2 separate regions of the Ovis aries genome follow, and region 2 is linked to region 1. The links are chromatin contacts, called in public Hi-C maps. All regions are on one chromosome and are shown on one strand. The core of a region is the stretch at or near the end of the contact, and the rest is flanking DNA. Distances in the headings are between cores, read along the strand shown.

Evidence for each region. Hi-C and Micro-C count contacts between places; a contact is called where the count stands out from the background.
Region 2: a Hi-C map of liver shows a contact between it and region 1, with 4 times the contacts expected there. The contact joins two enhancer-like sites. A contact is called at or near these places in 14 of 16 Hi-C or Micro-C datasets (blood, hypothalamus, liver and 7 more).

The regions. Positions count from the first base shown.
Region 1 is chr1:96,965,921-96,973,416 of ARS-UI_Ramb_v3.0, forward strand. HSD3B1 (hydroxy-delta-5-steroid dehydrogenase, 3 beta- and steroid delta-isomerase 1) reads left to right here. Exons shown (of 3, transcript NM_001135932.1): 3 at 30-841. The coding sequence ends at 841. Among named protein-coding and RNA genes, the nearest start is that of HSD3B1, 12 kb to the left of the region's middle. Within about 2 kb of position 3,526, at least 13 of the 54 cell types and tissues checked have an H3K27ac peak or open chromatin away from gene starts, as enhancers often do. A contact at or near this core is called in liver, where this site is marked.
Region 2 is chr1:97,026,827-97,034,014 of ARS-UI_Ramb_v3.0, forward strand. No RefSeq gene overlaps it. Among named protein-coding and RNA genes, the nearest start is that of ZNF697, 17 kb to the left of the region's middle. Within about 2 kb of position 2,200, at least 8 of the 54 cell types and tissues checked have an H3K27ac peak or open chromatin away from gene starts, as enhancers often do. A contact at or near this core is called in liver, where this site is marked.

The DNA of each region.
Region 1 (7,496 bases), core at 2,276-4,775:
GACACTGATGGTGTGCTTCCTTCGGGCAGGTACCCAGCTGCTGCTGGAGGCCTGTGTCCAGGCTAGTGTGCCAGTCTTTATCCACACCAGCACCATAGAGGTGGCTGGGCCCAACTCCTACAGGGAGATCATCCAAGACGGCCATGAAGAAGAGCATCATGAATCGGCATGGTTCTGTCCATACCCATACAGCAAGAAGCTTGCCGAGAAGGCTGTGCTGGAAGCTAATGGGTGGGCTCTGAAGAATGGCGGCACCTTGTACACTTGTGCCTTGAGGCCCATGTACATCTACGGGGAGGGGAGCCCATTCCTTTCTGCCTACATGCATGGAGCCTTGAAGAACAACGGCATCCTGACCAATTACTGCAAGTTCTCCAGAGTCAACCCAGTCTATGTTGGCAATGTGGCCTGGGCCCACATTCTGGCCTTGAGGGCCCTGCGGGACCCCAAAAAGGTCCCGAACATACAAGGACAGTTCTACTACATCTCAGACGACACACCACACCAAAGCTATGATGACCTCAATTACACTTTGAGCAAAGAATGGGGCTTCTGCCTGGATTCCCGGATGAGCCTTCCTATTTCTCTGCAGTACTGGCTTGCCTTCTTGCTGGAAATAGTGAGCTTCCTGCTCAGTCCAATTTACAAATACCACCCCTGCTTCAACCGCCACCTAGTGACTCTTTGCAACAGTGTGTTCACCTTCTCCTATAAGAAAGCTCAGCAAGATCTGGGGTATGAGCCCCTCTACACTTGGGAGGAAGCCAAGCAGAAAACCAAGGAATGGATTGGCTCCCTGGTGAAACAGCATAAAGAGACCCTGAAAACAAAGATTCACTGACCTAGGAGTGACAATGATGGGGACGTGGACATGTGGGTATAGTTAGTAAATGTCGATCGAGCACTTCCCTTGAGGCTTCATACAGAAAGTAACATAGACACAAGCCTGGGTCCTCCTGCCTCCCTTTTAGAAGATGCTCATCTTACTATCTGCCTTCTGCTACCAGAAACCATGTCGGTCACTGGCCCAAGTGGAAGCTTTCTTCCCTGCCTGCCTCCAGGGGACAGACAAGGTGATTTGCTGCAGCTGCTGGTACCAAAATCTCAGCGGCAGATTCTGAGTTATTTGGGCTTCTTGTAACTTTGAGTTTTGCCTCTTAGTTCCACTTTCTTTGTTAAATGTGGAAGCATTTCTTTTAAAAGTTCATATTCCTTCATGTAGCTCAATAAAAATGATCGTTTTCATGACTAATCTGGAGGAAGCTGTGGTTTACGTGAATACAGTCTCTTGTGTTTTCCCCTCCATTTCCAGATATCAGCCTTTTCTATTCAGAGAAGCAGCATGGGACCGGGTTGGGCAGAGTGCTGGGGAGGTGGACAATGGGATTGACTAGGACTTACTATGTTTCAGGAACCCACTGAATGACTCACATATAACACTTATTTAACCCTCACCAGAAACCTACGAGGTAGGGATGACTGACTATTCCCTTTTATGAATAAGGAAACATGTTCACAATCACACTAACTAGTGAGAGACCGGGACATTTAACCCAGATAAACTTGAAAACCCTTATCTGCCACTGAATTGCGTCTGCTGCTGGTGAATGAGCTGCCAGGGTGTGGCGGGAGAACTGGACATAGGGTATTGATTCTTGAGAGAGCCCAGATCTCTTGGGTCACCTCCTTCTTGCCCGCTCCTGGGCAGGAGACACCCCAGGACTGAGGAGAGCCCCTCACGGAATCTGGGAGGTTCTCCTACCCTCGCCAGCCGAGAGGAGAGGGAGAAGCAGAGCTGCAGCCAGCCCCGCTGCCAGTACCAGTGCCCTTGAAGGTCCCTAGAACACACTTGGATGGATGTGCGCGTTGGCCCCTCCGGGAACTCAGAAGCCAGTAATTCAACGTTCTTTCAAATCTCGGTGAAGCCACATGATGGGTTCCTAGGCAAGTAAAGGGAACAGATGTGAACGTCCCTGAAATGTCTCTCCCACTCGGTGCAAAAGTAGAGATTTAGCTCCTCCAGATTTAGCTCCTGCTCCTCCTCCTCCTCCTTCCTCCTCCCATCTCTCCCTCACCCCGCCCCCTCTCTTCCCTTCCCTCTCTCCTCCTCAGCCTCTTTCCCTTCCCTCCATCGCTCCCTAACCACTAGCCCTCTCATCCTTCTCAGTGTCCTCAAGGAAGGGAGACCAATTGAGACATGTTTGGGGACTTAAATGATGACACGTCCATTAACTGAGTGGAGGACAAGCATTCAAAAGAGACACTGTCAGATCAACCAGGACCGTGCAACCGAAGCCCGGGGTGAGGTTGGGGGGGCGGGGCGGGGAAGGGGTCGTTGGAGGGGAGGTGCGGCTGTCTCTTCTACACCAGGGAGTCGCCTGTCTTTGTGAGCCACGGCCACAACAAGAGTAGTACCCAACACCAAGATGGCCTCTCTCTTACCCAGGGAATTTACAGATTATGAATTCAGTTGAATTTGATGCAAAGGAGATTGTTTAAGTATTCACTCTTAAGGAGAAAAGGGAAAAAGCACTCTGGCCCGGAGGAACAGGTTTCCATCACCTTCAAAACCCCAAAGGGGGATGGGGGTGGGGGGGACAAGGGACAGAGGATCAGCCCTGGGAGATCAGTAAATGGTCCCAGGGGTGAGACAAAGTGAGAGATGGAACACCCGCTTCCTCCAGTACACAAAACACAAGAGGCAGCCTCTGTCCAGCCTGGTGATGTGCAAACCCTCATATGTTTATGCCGATAAGGAAGGAAGGAAAGGAGGGTGATGGAGGCTGAGACAAAAGTTCCCTCCAGCCGTTTTTAGTCTAGTGAAATCCCACAAACATAAACCCTTCAGAGCTGTTCTCCCAGGGGAGGGAGGTGGCGTTGTCACCAAAGGGCAAGCGGGGGTTGATGTGAGAGAAGAAAGAGGAGAGCGGATCTGCCCGACTGTTGGTCTCTACTGAATAAGCATAAAGACCTGGGAATGCTTTGACCAACGAAGCCGCGTCCTTACTGACACTATGCTCCCTGACTCCCGCGCGGGGTGGTCCGAGCTCGTGCACAGGAGCCCCAGGTGCACTACAGGGAAAGCACCGCACGGGGGCAGCAGAGACCCGGAGGGAAGAAGGAAACCGCCCCGCAGCGCCTCTCCCCTCCCCGCCCCCGCCCCCGCCCCCCGCCACACACACCTGGGTGACCGCGTGGGGTACGGCTGAATGAGTCAGCGAAAGCCAGGCACGTGCTCAGCCACCGGTTAAGTGCTCTGGGTACTGAGTCTGGAGAACGGAGCTGAACAGAAGCTATTGGGAAAAGCCTCAAGGACGAGGTGGGACCGCAGCTAGGTCTTGGAGGAGGGAGATGGGACTTAGGCAGGAAGTGAGTGAGCGGGTCCAGGCAGCGGGAAGCTGAGCAGTGGTGGGGCAGGCGGGGGCGGGGCTGGGAGAGAGGAGGAGCGGGGAGAGCAGAGAGGACACAGGTCCGACAGGTGAGAAGGGTTTGCCCGGGGAGATTAGGTAGTTTAGACTGCCCCCCAAGCTGGAGGAGGCACGCCTCAGAGGGCCGAGGTGGAGCTGGCAGGAGGGTGGCTGGCCCGGGGAAGGAGGGGCAGAAAAGCGACAAAGGACCTAAAGGGGCTGGAGGAAGGCAGACCCCGCAGCTGCAGGACAGCTACAATATTCTGTTACTTTATTAACAAACAGATGAGGACAGTGACAAAACCCAACCTCACAATTTCTGCTAAGAAATCCCAAATATCCCCAAAAGAGTCCCAGTCTGGGAGCTCTGGGATCGAGACCTACCTTCTCCCCGAAGGCCTGAATGTTTGTAGGCAGCCTGGCCCACCCCAGAATGGATGGAGCAATTTAAGTCTGGATCACACTTCATGTGTACTCTAGGTTTTTTTCTGCAGAAATTTCAGTGTGTTTAATGACAAGGGGCTAACCTGGATCTTGCTGGGGTGTACTGTAATATATGATACATACCCTTATTACCTTGTTAAAATCCAAAAGAAATCTGAATTCCAAAATGTATCCAGCCCTGAGGGTTTTGGAGAAAAGAAGGTGAACCTCAACCAGCAAAATTATGAACGAAGGATGGTTCTAACACACTTTGTGAGTGTGTGTGTGCTCAGTCGTTCAGTCCTGTCTGACTCTTTGCAGACCCGTGAACTGCAGCCCGCCAGGCTCCTCTGTCTGTGGGATTTCCCAGGCAAGAATACTGGAGTGGGTTGCCACTTCCTCCTCCAGGGAATCTTCCCAAGCCGGGGATCAAACCACATCTCCTATGTCTCCTGCATTGCCAGGCAGGTCCTGTACCACTAGCACCGCCTGTGCCTGCTGAGTCACTTCAGTCATGTTGGACTCTGTGTGGACCTATGAACCATAGCACACCAGGCTTCTCTGCCCATAGGATTCTCCAAGCAAAAACACTGAGGTGGCTTGCCATTCCCTCCTCCAGTGAATCTTCCCAGCTCAGGGATCGAACCTGCATCTCTTTCATCTCCTGCATTGTCAGGCAGGTTCTTTACCACCAGTGCCACCTGGGAAGTCCCATGTATATATAATAATACTCAGTCAACATCCAAAAGTAGGTACGCTTATTATCCTAGCCTGATACTCAAGGAAATGGAGACAGAGAGGTCAATAACTTGCTCAAAGTCATCCAGCAAGTTGTGGTTCAGTTCCAGTAATAAAAAGCTTTTGACTTCAAAGATCTTACATAAAGATGGCAAACTCACATGCCTGCAGGAGCCAGGTACCATGTGTAAATGAGGCAGGCAAGGGCTAAGAGGCCTCAGGGAATGGTGGGGAGTGTGGTGTGCAGGGGAGCACATACTTCATCTTGGGGGGCAGCAGTCACAGAGCCCCCTTCCCATGACTCAAGTGGGAATATACCCCAAGTCACCAGACCTTCTGACTCTTCAAGGAGAAGGTAAGTCTCCTTGCTGCTGCTGGTAAGTCTCTTCAGTCGTGTCCGACTCTGTGTGACCCCATAGACGGCAGCCCACCAGGTTCCTCTGTCCCTGGGATTCTCCAGGCAAGAACACTGGAGTGGGTTGCCATGTCCTTCTCCAATGCATGAAAGTGAAGAGTGAAAGTGAAGTTGCTCAGTCGTGTCTGACTCTTAGCGACCCCATGGACTGCAGCCTATCAGGCTCCTCCACCCATGGGATTTTCCACGCAAGAGTACTGGAGTAGGTCGCCATTGCCTTCTCTGACAAGGAAAGCAAAGTTTCCTAATTTTTTATGTGAAATCTTTTGATTTCTAAATACTGTCAAGTAATTCTAAATTTTAAAAACAGTGTGAAGACCAGTTCTGGGAATGGGACCAGTGTGGGTTAGTGCTCAAATTTTATGTGTAATAGCTTATTTCTTTAAAAATGGGCAGTGAGGGATTGAAGGCAATCTGTTCCTTTTTGGCGCTAGGTCTCAAGTATACATAACATTATCTTCTGTACTTTTCTGTATGTTTGATATAGGTTATAATTTTTAATACATTAATTTTGATTTTTAAAAAGAGTTCAAAATAATAAAACACATCTGTGGGCTGGACTGACACCTAAGGCTTCTGGTTTTGCATCTCTGCTCTCAGTCTAGTGGAAGCAATAAAATATGAGGCATGGTGAGTTCTGTGCACAGTAAAATGTACCAAGTGCCCTTAGAAAGGTAAAATGTTTTTGGAGGGTCCTCTCTGGGTAGGGTACTCCACAGAGCCCTTGTACTGGGGCTTAATGTTGACAGATGGGTAGGACTTCAACAGGCAGAAATGTGGGGTAATGTATGCCAGGCAGAGGTGATAGAGACAGGAAAGATACAGAGGTGAGAGAGCGGAGTCATTTTCAGGCAGCGAAGAGACCAATATGGAAAGACCAGATGCAGGAGAGAATGGAGAACACACCTGGAAAAACTTGATGGGTTACCTTGGGTCACCTGTAGGAGACTGCCTTCTTTCCCCTTCCAGAGACCATTTGACATTTAACTACATGTCACGTGCCTCACGATCTCTGGAAAATTAGGCTCTTTTAAGAACAAGGAGCTTGTCTCCATTCTTACCCCCTCTCCTCACGCCCCTCAACAACAAATATCAGTAATCAGACTATAGAATGTAGAGATTATTCAATATGCAATGGGAAACCACTGAAGATTCTTGTTCAGCTGTCCCTGGAAGATTACTTTGGCAGTGATGTGTAGGGTGGATTGGAAAAGATTAAAAGGCTACTTCAAGAATGTAGGCAAGAAATAAAGGCTTGATTTATGTAGTGTTAACAAAGGGAACACACAGGGCAGCTGAGGCCAGCCTGAGGCAGAACAGACACTACTTTGGGCAAGGCCTGAGTGAGAGCACCCCATGTACCCACTTCCTGAAGCCAGAGACCTCGATGTCCTTGCCTTACTCTCCCTCCAGCCTATCATTCAGTCTTATGGGTTTCACCTCCCAGACACCTCCCGGAGGTGTTGTCTGCCTCCCTAGTAACCCAGCCTGGTTCAGGCCTCCCTGCCTCAGTCATTATGTATGAAATTCATCCTCGGTAGTTTTGCCAGAGTTATCCGTCCAACATAAAAACTGACCATGTCACTCTCTTCCGTGAAACCATCCAGTGGAGGAGCCTCAGGACTCTCAGGATAATCCTGAGTGTCTTAAGACAACATAGAAAGCTGCTCAACAGACTGGTGGTTGCCAAGATGGAAGGAGGAGGGGGAGGATAACTGGTTAGCAGATGTAAGCCTTTATATATAGAAAGGATAAGCAACACGGTCCTATTGTAGAGCACAGAGAACTATATTCAATATCCTGTTGCTACCAAACAGGGTTCTTGGCCTTTCCCAATCAATAGAAATTGACTAGCGGCCAGATGAGAAATTCAAGCAAGGCTTTATTGGGGTCCCTCCTGCGGCAAAGGGGAACAAGAACAAACAACATGTTCCCTTGCTTGCTCATTCCCCTGCTGGGAGGGCAAGCTTGTTCCTTCTATGGGGTGAGGGTAGGGTGTGTCCAGGGGTTGGGTTTAAGGGGTGGCTTAGGTGCTTTGCCCACCCTTTTGGTGGTATTGCGTGCAGGGGGCATGCTCCCCACCCCCAACTTTTCCTCCAGGCTCTTCAAAAGTGGCAGGTTTTTTTTAATTTCTTTGTATCTTTTGGATCCAGAATTTGCCCCAACTGAACCACAGTTATTTTTAGTCCCTAGTCCTGTATAGTTCCTTTCTATTTTATTTCTTGAGGAGAGGTGTATCCAGGTGCAAGCATTGCCACAGTGAAGTAAAGTGTCCCAGGTCCCAGGCTTGTCTCAAGATGACTGTGTGTGTATATATATATATAGATATATTAACACAACATTGTGTTAATGGCTGCTGTATAGAAGTGGTTCAGTTATGCACACATACATATATACATTTCTATGTGGGTATATATATATATATGAAAAGTGAAAGTGAAGTCACTCAGTCGTGTCCGACTCTTTGCGACCCCATGGACTGTAGCCTACCAGGCTCCTCCATCCATGGGATT
Region 2 (7,188 bases), core at 950-3,449, 60 kb after region 1:
AGCGGCATGAGCACAATCACAAATGAAGAGCCAGAAAGGCAGGGTCAGCTGTCCCAGGCCTCAATCCACAGAGGCGCTCAAATATCCCGGGAATAAACCCGAGATTCTGTTCCCTTTCACTCACGTTTCTACCAACACTCTCAAAACTAGTGATGAAATGTAAACTGGTTCTATTCCCACTCAAGAAGGAAGCTTCCTTGGATAGAAATGTAAAAACATTCCCAGGGCTGCAGATTTATCTTAGCTGAGAGTTTCTGTGATCTACACAGGCCTGTTTCTTGGTGTAATCAGAGTCCTGCCCTAGTTCCAAGAGGACCTGAAATTGGCAGCTGAATTCTGAAACCAAAAGTATGTGACATTGTGCAGGGAAACAGATTTAAATATATATATATATATATGTATATATATATATATATGTTTTAATTCCTTTAATATACTTCACATAAAACTCATCTGGTTGGAAAGGAAAAATGAAGAGAGAACAAAAGCTGCAGAAATGTAGTAAATGTTTTATTGGTGTGAAGCCAATAAATAAGTACTGGAAAGAAAACTTTAAAGCACTTACATATATACATATATTCACATTATAGATTATATAAGTGATGCATGAGTACATTCTTGCTAATGTCTGGAATGCTAATGGAGTTAATTAAATACTTAGATTAAAAATAACAGTTGCTTTTCACATACTATGCGACCCTTCCAGTGATTTAAGAAAAATATTTTCTTAGAACCATATCTTGAACAAGTCTGTGTAACTAGATCCGAGTAAGTTTTCTCTGCTCATGGCTAAGTGTGAGTGACTAATGCTTTCCAGTTCTAAATGCTGGAAAAACTGTGAAACAAAAGACAATTCCAAGTAAGTAAAATATTCTGTTATATTTCATGCAAATAATAAATCCTTCATTTGAGCCTAAAGAGAGAGTTCATTTTCACTGATGGAAATGGGCATCATCTTTTGTCACCCCTCTATTAAACAATATTGATTTAAAGGGACACCACATTATCCAGGCTCTGGATCTGCCCCTTGAGGCCTCAATTCAATGGCTGAGGCTCCATTCTTTTATTCTGCAGATGTTTCTTTTTTTTTACTCTAAATTCTTTGCTCCTTTCACTATCGTATTTCCAGCCTTGTGAATGCCTGTTCTGATAGACTGTACCACAAAAGACTTGTGTTTTATTTTATACTATTTTCATTGGTTCATGAGATGTTTTGCACAAATCATTGGTCTGTCTTCGTAGCTAAACTCAAAGCTTCTTGCAGGAGGAATTTTGCTCCACGTCTGTCCTCTCCCTGCCTTTTCCACTGAGTGCCCTTGCGGCAATGTGCACTGGGCTGGTTCACAATCTCCAGAGGGGTGTAGAACCTCTTTCTCTAGGGGGTATAGAACCTACCTACCTCTTTCTCTTTGACATGGCGGAGTGAGACAGGCTTGGATCTGGAACACTTTGCTGCAGAGCTCACACCTGGACAAGTGTCTCCTTGGGAAACAAAATACAAGGAAACTAAGGAGCTAAAGATAAGTGCATGCACGTATAACTGGGGCAAATTATCCCAGGTGGATCAGCAGTAAAGAACCCGTCTGCCAATTCAGGAGATGCAAGAGTTGCAGGTTCGATCCCTGGGTGGGAAAGATCCCCTGGAGGAGGGCATGGAAACCCACTCCAGTATTCTTGCGTGGAGAATTTCATGGACTGAGGAGCCTGGTGGGCTACAGTCCACAGGGTCGCAAAGAGTCAGATATGACTGATCGACTAACACTTCACACTTCCATGTTTTCCCGTTGCAGAGCTACACGTTGGCTGGCTTTGTGTGCCTGGGGGCCAAGGGCAGTCCCCCTCCACAAACTCACTAAGTCTCTTCCTGGACCTGATCCCCCAAGTCAACTCTTTTTGGACCTATAGTCAGCACTCCAGCTGCACCAAGTTCCTGGCTTAATTCCTGACTACTCTGAGAGAGAAATCCTTTCTGGTCCAGGACTTCACCTACATTCTCTTCTTTTGCTAACTTTGTTCCCCTCTCCTGCACTGTATAAGCTTGTTTCTTCTGGCTGCTTCCAGAAACACTTTACCCAGTGCCAAAGGGCTTGGTAGTAGTTCTTTTAATCATTAACACCAATAGTTATTTATAGAGATTACTGACACCAGTCCATGAAATATTTGACTCCAGTCAGGTCCACGCAAATGGAAATTCTGTCCAGGATGGTTGTGTCTTATGTGTTTGGATGGTACCAGCATGTTCTTCTGCCTACAACACAGTCTGTCCAAAGTTTAAGTGATTTAACTTTGAAGAGAAAATAATGCACTTTTTTTTTTCCTGTGAGATTTTATTCATGATCATTTGTTTTGGCCATTGATATAAAGAAACCAGTTTAACGGCTTCAAAACGTCAATTGAAAAAGGAACTAGTCAACCTGTGTACACATTAAAAAATAAAAGGAAGAGTTATGGAGAGTTATTATCACATCTTATGTCAAGATTGTTTGGCGGGGGCGGGAGGGGTACTTTTTTGGTGGTCCATTGGTTGAGATTCCGCCTTGCAATGCACGGGGCGTGGGTTTGATCCCTGGTCAGGGAACTAAGATCCCACATGTGGAGTAAAGTAAGCCTGCACATTGTAACTACTGAGCCGTGTGCCACAACCAGAGAGGCCATGCCATGTACCACAACAAAAGATCCCAGATGATGCAAGCAAGATTCCATGTGCCACCTGGCACAGCTAAATAAATAACTGAAATTTTTTTAAAGACTGCCTTTTTTTTTTTTTTTTGAGGGGGAGTGGAATGCTGACCAGGTGGTAAATTGGGATTATACCCTTAGCTACATCTCTGTGATATTTGGGTTTACACATGTGAAAACCAGAATAAGCATTTATCCTAGCCTGGGGTCTCAGGAGATAAATATTATGTGTAGGACTTTAAACGGAGAAGGCAATGGCACCCCACTCCAGTACTCTTGCCTGGAAAATCCCACAGATGGAGAAGCCTGGTGGGCTGCAGTCCATGGGGTCGCTAAGAGTTGGACACAACTGAGCGACTTCACTTTCACTTTTCACTTTCATGCATTGGAGAAGGAAATGGCAACCCACTCCAGTGTTCTTGCCTGGAGAATCCCAGGGATGGGGGAGCCTGGTGGGCTGCCGTCTATGGGGTCGCATAGAGTCGGACATGACTGAAGCGACTTAGCAGCAGCAGCAGCAGGACTTTAAAAGCAAAGAATTCAGGAGAATAACTATTTTAAGAATTTAGATGGTTCCAAAGAATGCAGTTTTAACTAGAAACAGAAATAAAACCCCAGGCTCACCAGAAAACACCAGGTGTTTTCAAGGACCTTATTGAAAAGTTGGCTGACCAAGTAGAAAAGGAAAGAGCCTTAAAGCCCAAGTTCAGTGACTCAGACCAGATTCAGTGCCCATGGTTAATACCAGGAACTTCTCTATCTGTTCACTGCTTACATCAACCCCAAATCCTCATCCTGCAGGAGAGTCCGTGTTTAAATCTGAAAACTCAAGTTTGTCCTTGAACTGATAAACAGCTGAGAAAGTGTAAAGAAGAAAGAATAGGTGGGCGGGACTAAGCTGGAGCCCCAGGTTAACAAGAGTAAAAATGAGTAAGTGGATTCTCTTGGAGGTGGTGGATGAAGGGAACCTGTTGTTAACAAGAGAGTTCCCTACGCGAGAGACCCGGAGGCATTATATTAGCAGACTAGCACAGGCGACTCTTCCCCAACTGTCTCCAGTTTGGAACCACATGCCTGCTATAAATGGTGTTTGGAGAGTGGGGAGGAGATGACAGGTCTGCATTTCTGCTTCCTATGGCTCTATTAAAATGTAGCTGCTGTGGGTAGGGCATTCATCATCTCCTTTCTTGGCGATCCCGCAAACTGCAGAGGGCTAAAATGACAAATAGGTTCAAGGGATTAGATCTGATAGACAGAGTGCCTGAAGAACTATGGATGGAGGTTTGTGACATTGTACAGGAGGCAGGGATCAAGACCATCCCCAAGGAAAGGAAATGCAAAAAGGCAAAATGGTTGTCTGAGGAGGCCTTACAAATAGCTGTGAATAGAAGAGAAGCAAAAGGCAAACAAGAAAAGAAAAGATATACTGATTTGAATGCAGAGTTCCAAAGAATAGCAAGGAGCGATAAGAAAGCCTTCCTCGGTGATCAGTGCAAAAAATAGAAAAAAACAATAGAATGGGAAAGTCTAGAGATCTCTTCAAGAAAATTAGAGATACTAAGGGAACATTTCATGCAAAGATGGGCACAATAAAGGGCAGAAATGGTATGGACCTAACAGAAGCAGAAGATATTAAGAAGAGGTGGCAAGAATACACAGAAGAACTATACAAAAAAGATCATCACAACCCAGATAATCACAATGGTATGATCACTCACCTAGAGCCAGACATCCTGGAATGTGAAGTCATGTGGGCCTTAGGAAGCATGACTATGAACAAAGCTGATGGACGTGATGGAATTCCAGTTGAGCTGTTTCAAATCCTGAAAGATGATGCTGTGAAAGTGCTGCACTCAACATGTCAGCAAATTTGGAAAACTCAGCAGTGGCTACAGGACTGGAAAAGGTCAGTTTTCATTCTAATCCCAAAGAAAGGCGCACAATTGCACTCACAATTGCACTCACAATTGCATTCACAATTGCTAGTAAAGTAATGCTCAAAATTCTCCAAGCCAGGCTTCAACAGTACGTGAGTCGTGAACTTCCAGATGTTCAAGCTGGATTTAGAACAGGCAGAGGAACCAGAGATCAAATTGCCAACATCTGTTGGATCATCGAAAAAGCAAGCTGCTGCTTCTAAGTTGCTTCAGTCATGTCTGACTCTGTGTGACCCCACAGACGGCAGCCCACCAGGCTCCCCCATCCCTGGGATTCTCCAGGCAAGAACATTGGAGTGAGTTGCCATTTCCTCCTCCAATGCATGAAAGTGAAAAGTGAAAGTGAAGTGGCTTACTTGTGCTCGACTCTTAGCTACTCCACGGACTGCAGCCTTCCAGGCTCCTCCATCCATGGGAGTTTCCAGGCAAGAGTACTGGAGTGGGGTGCCATTGCCTTCTCCAGAAAAAGCAAGAGAGTTCCATAAAAACATTTACTTCTGCTTTATTGACTATGCCAAAGCGTTTGACTGTGTGGATCACAATAAACTCTGGAAAATTCTTCAAGAGATGGGAATACCAGACCACCTGACCTGCCTCTTGAGAAATCTGTATGCAGGTCAGGAAGCAACAGTTAGAACTGGACATGGAACAACAGACTGGTTCCAAATAGGAAAAGGAGTACGTCAAGGCTGTATATTGTCACCCTGCTTATTTAACTTATATGCAGAGTACATCATGCAAAATGCCAGGCTGGAAGAAGCATAAGCTGGAATCAAGATTGCTGGGAGGAACATCAATAACCTCAGATATGCAGATGACACCACCCTTATGGAAGAAAGCATAGAAGAACTGAAGAGCCTCTTGATGAAAATGAAAGAGGAGAGTGAAAAAGTTGGCTTAAAACTCAACATTCAGAAAACTAAGATCATGGCATCTGGTCCCATCACTTCATGGGGAATAGATGGGGAAACAGTGGAAACAGTGTCAGACTTTTTTTTTTGGGGCTCCAAAATCACTGCAGATTGTGAGTGCCGCCATGAAATTAAAAGACGCTTACTCCTTGGGAGAAAAGTTATGACCAACCTAGAGAGCATATTAAAAAGCAGAGACGTTACTTTGCCGACAAAGGTCCATCTAGTCAAAGCTATGGTTTTTCCAGTAGTCATGTATGGATGTGAGAGTTGGACTATCCAGAAAGCTGAGCGCCGAAGAATTGATGATTTTGAACTGTGGTGTTGGAGAAGACTCTTGAGAGTCCCCTGGACTACAAGGAGATCCAATCAGTCCATCCTAAAGGAAATCAATCCTGAATATTCATTGGAAGGATTGATGCTGAAGCTGAGACTCCAATACTTTGGCCACACGATGTGATGAACTGACTCATCTGAAGAGACCCTGATGCTGGGAAAGACTGAAGAAGGCAGGAGGAGAAGGGGACGACAAAGGATGAGATGGTTGGATGGCATTACCGACTCAATGAATATGAGTTTGAGTAAACTCCGGGAACTGGTGATCGACAGGGAAGCCTGGCATGCTGCTGTCTATGGGGTCGCAAAGAGTTGGACACAATTCAGCGACTGAACTGAACTGAATTCTGTAGTGTTGTTTGTTGACCCAGTCAGGATGGATGGCTAATGCACAGCAGTAGGGTGAAGAGGACCCGGTCAGTCCTAAATGCCGAGATCTGGTGCCCATTTAAGGACAGAGCTGTGGAAAAACAATGCCTGGGAATAATTAAAGAGCTTCATACATGCAGAGACTCTGCAAAGAGCTTTAAGAGTATCTCGCTTTTCAACGTATGGACTGTAACCTGCCAGAAGTCTCCTGCATTGGCAGGCGGACTCTCCCACTACCACCACCAGGAAAGCCCCCCTTCATTCCTCACGACAATCCAATTAGTCATTTCCGCTTTCTCTATTGTAAATGTGAGGACACTGAAATTCAGAGGGCTCGGTGATTTGCCCAAGGTCACACAGCCAACAACAAGTAACAGGGTCAGATTTCAAATCCAGGGTCTGACTCCAGACCTCACGCTGCTATTTCCCATGTTGTCTTAGGAAAAGCACCAGAAAGGAAACCTAGCCCTATGATCCAAATGATAAAATAAGGGTTAGCTGCTTATTTCCTTTCCCTAGTTTTCTTCACTTTATCACATTCACAGTTCATGTTCAGATTCCAATACTGCACTTTTAGTGACATGCTAAGTTGAGTGGAAGAGTGATCAGAATTTATCTCTGTGGAAGAATGTTCATGGATCAATGGGCCTGCCATTACATGGCCCCCAAGTGAATGATACAGCCTTCCAGGGAGTGGGGTACATACAGTTCTCACTCTCAGGGAGATTTATAACCTCCTTTAGAAGGTAAGACAAGCCTATCAAAGCGTATCCAAGGGAGCCAATCACAAGGGCTAAATCAACAGGACAGAGAACTGCTGTTCATATTGGAAGAGAAATCACTTCCGAATAGACGGTCAAGGCAGGATTCCTGAAGGATGAGGCAGGATCTCAGGAGGCAGAGAGGGTATTCATTTGGAGTAGTGAAATCATGAAATGGAAATAAGGAATGAAGAA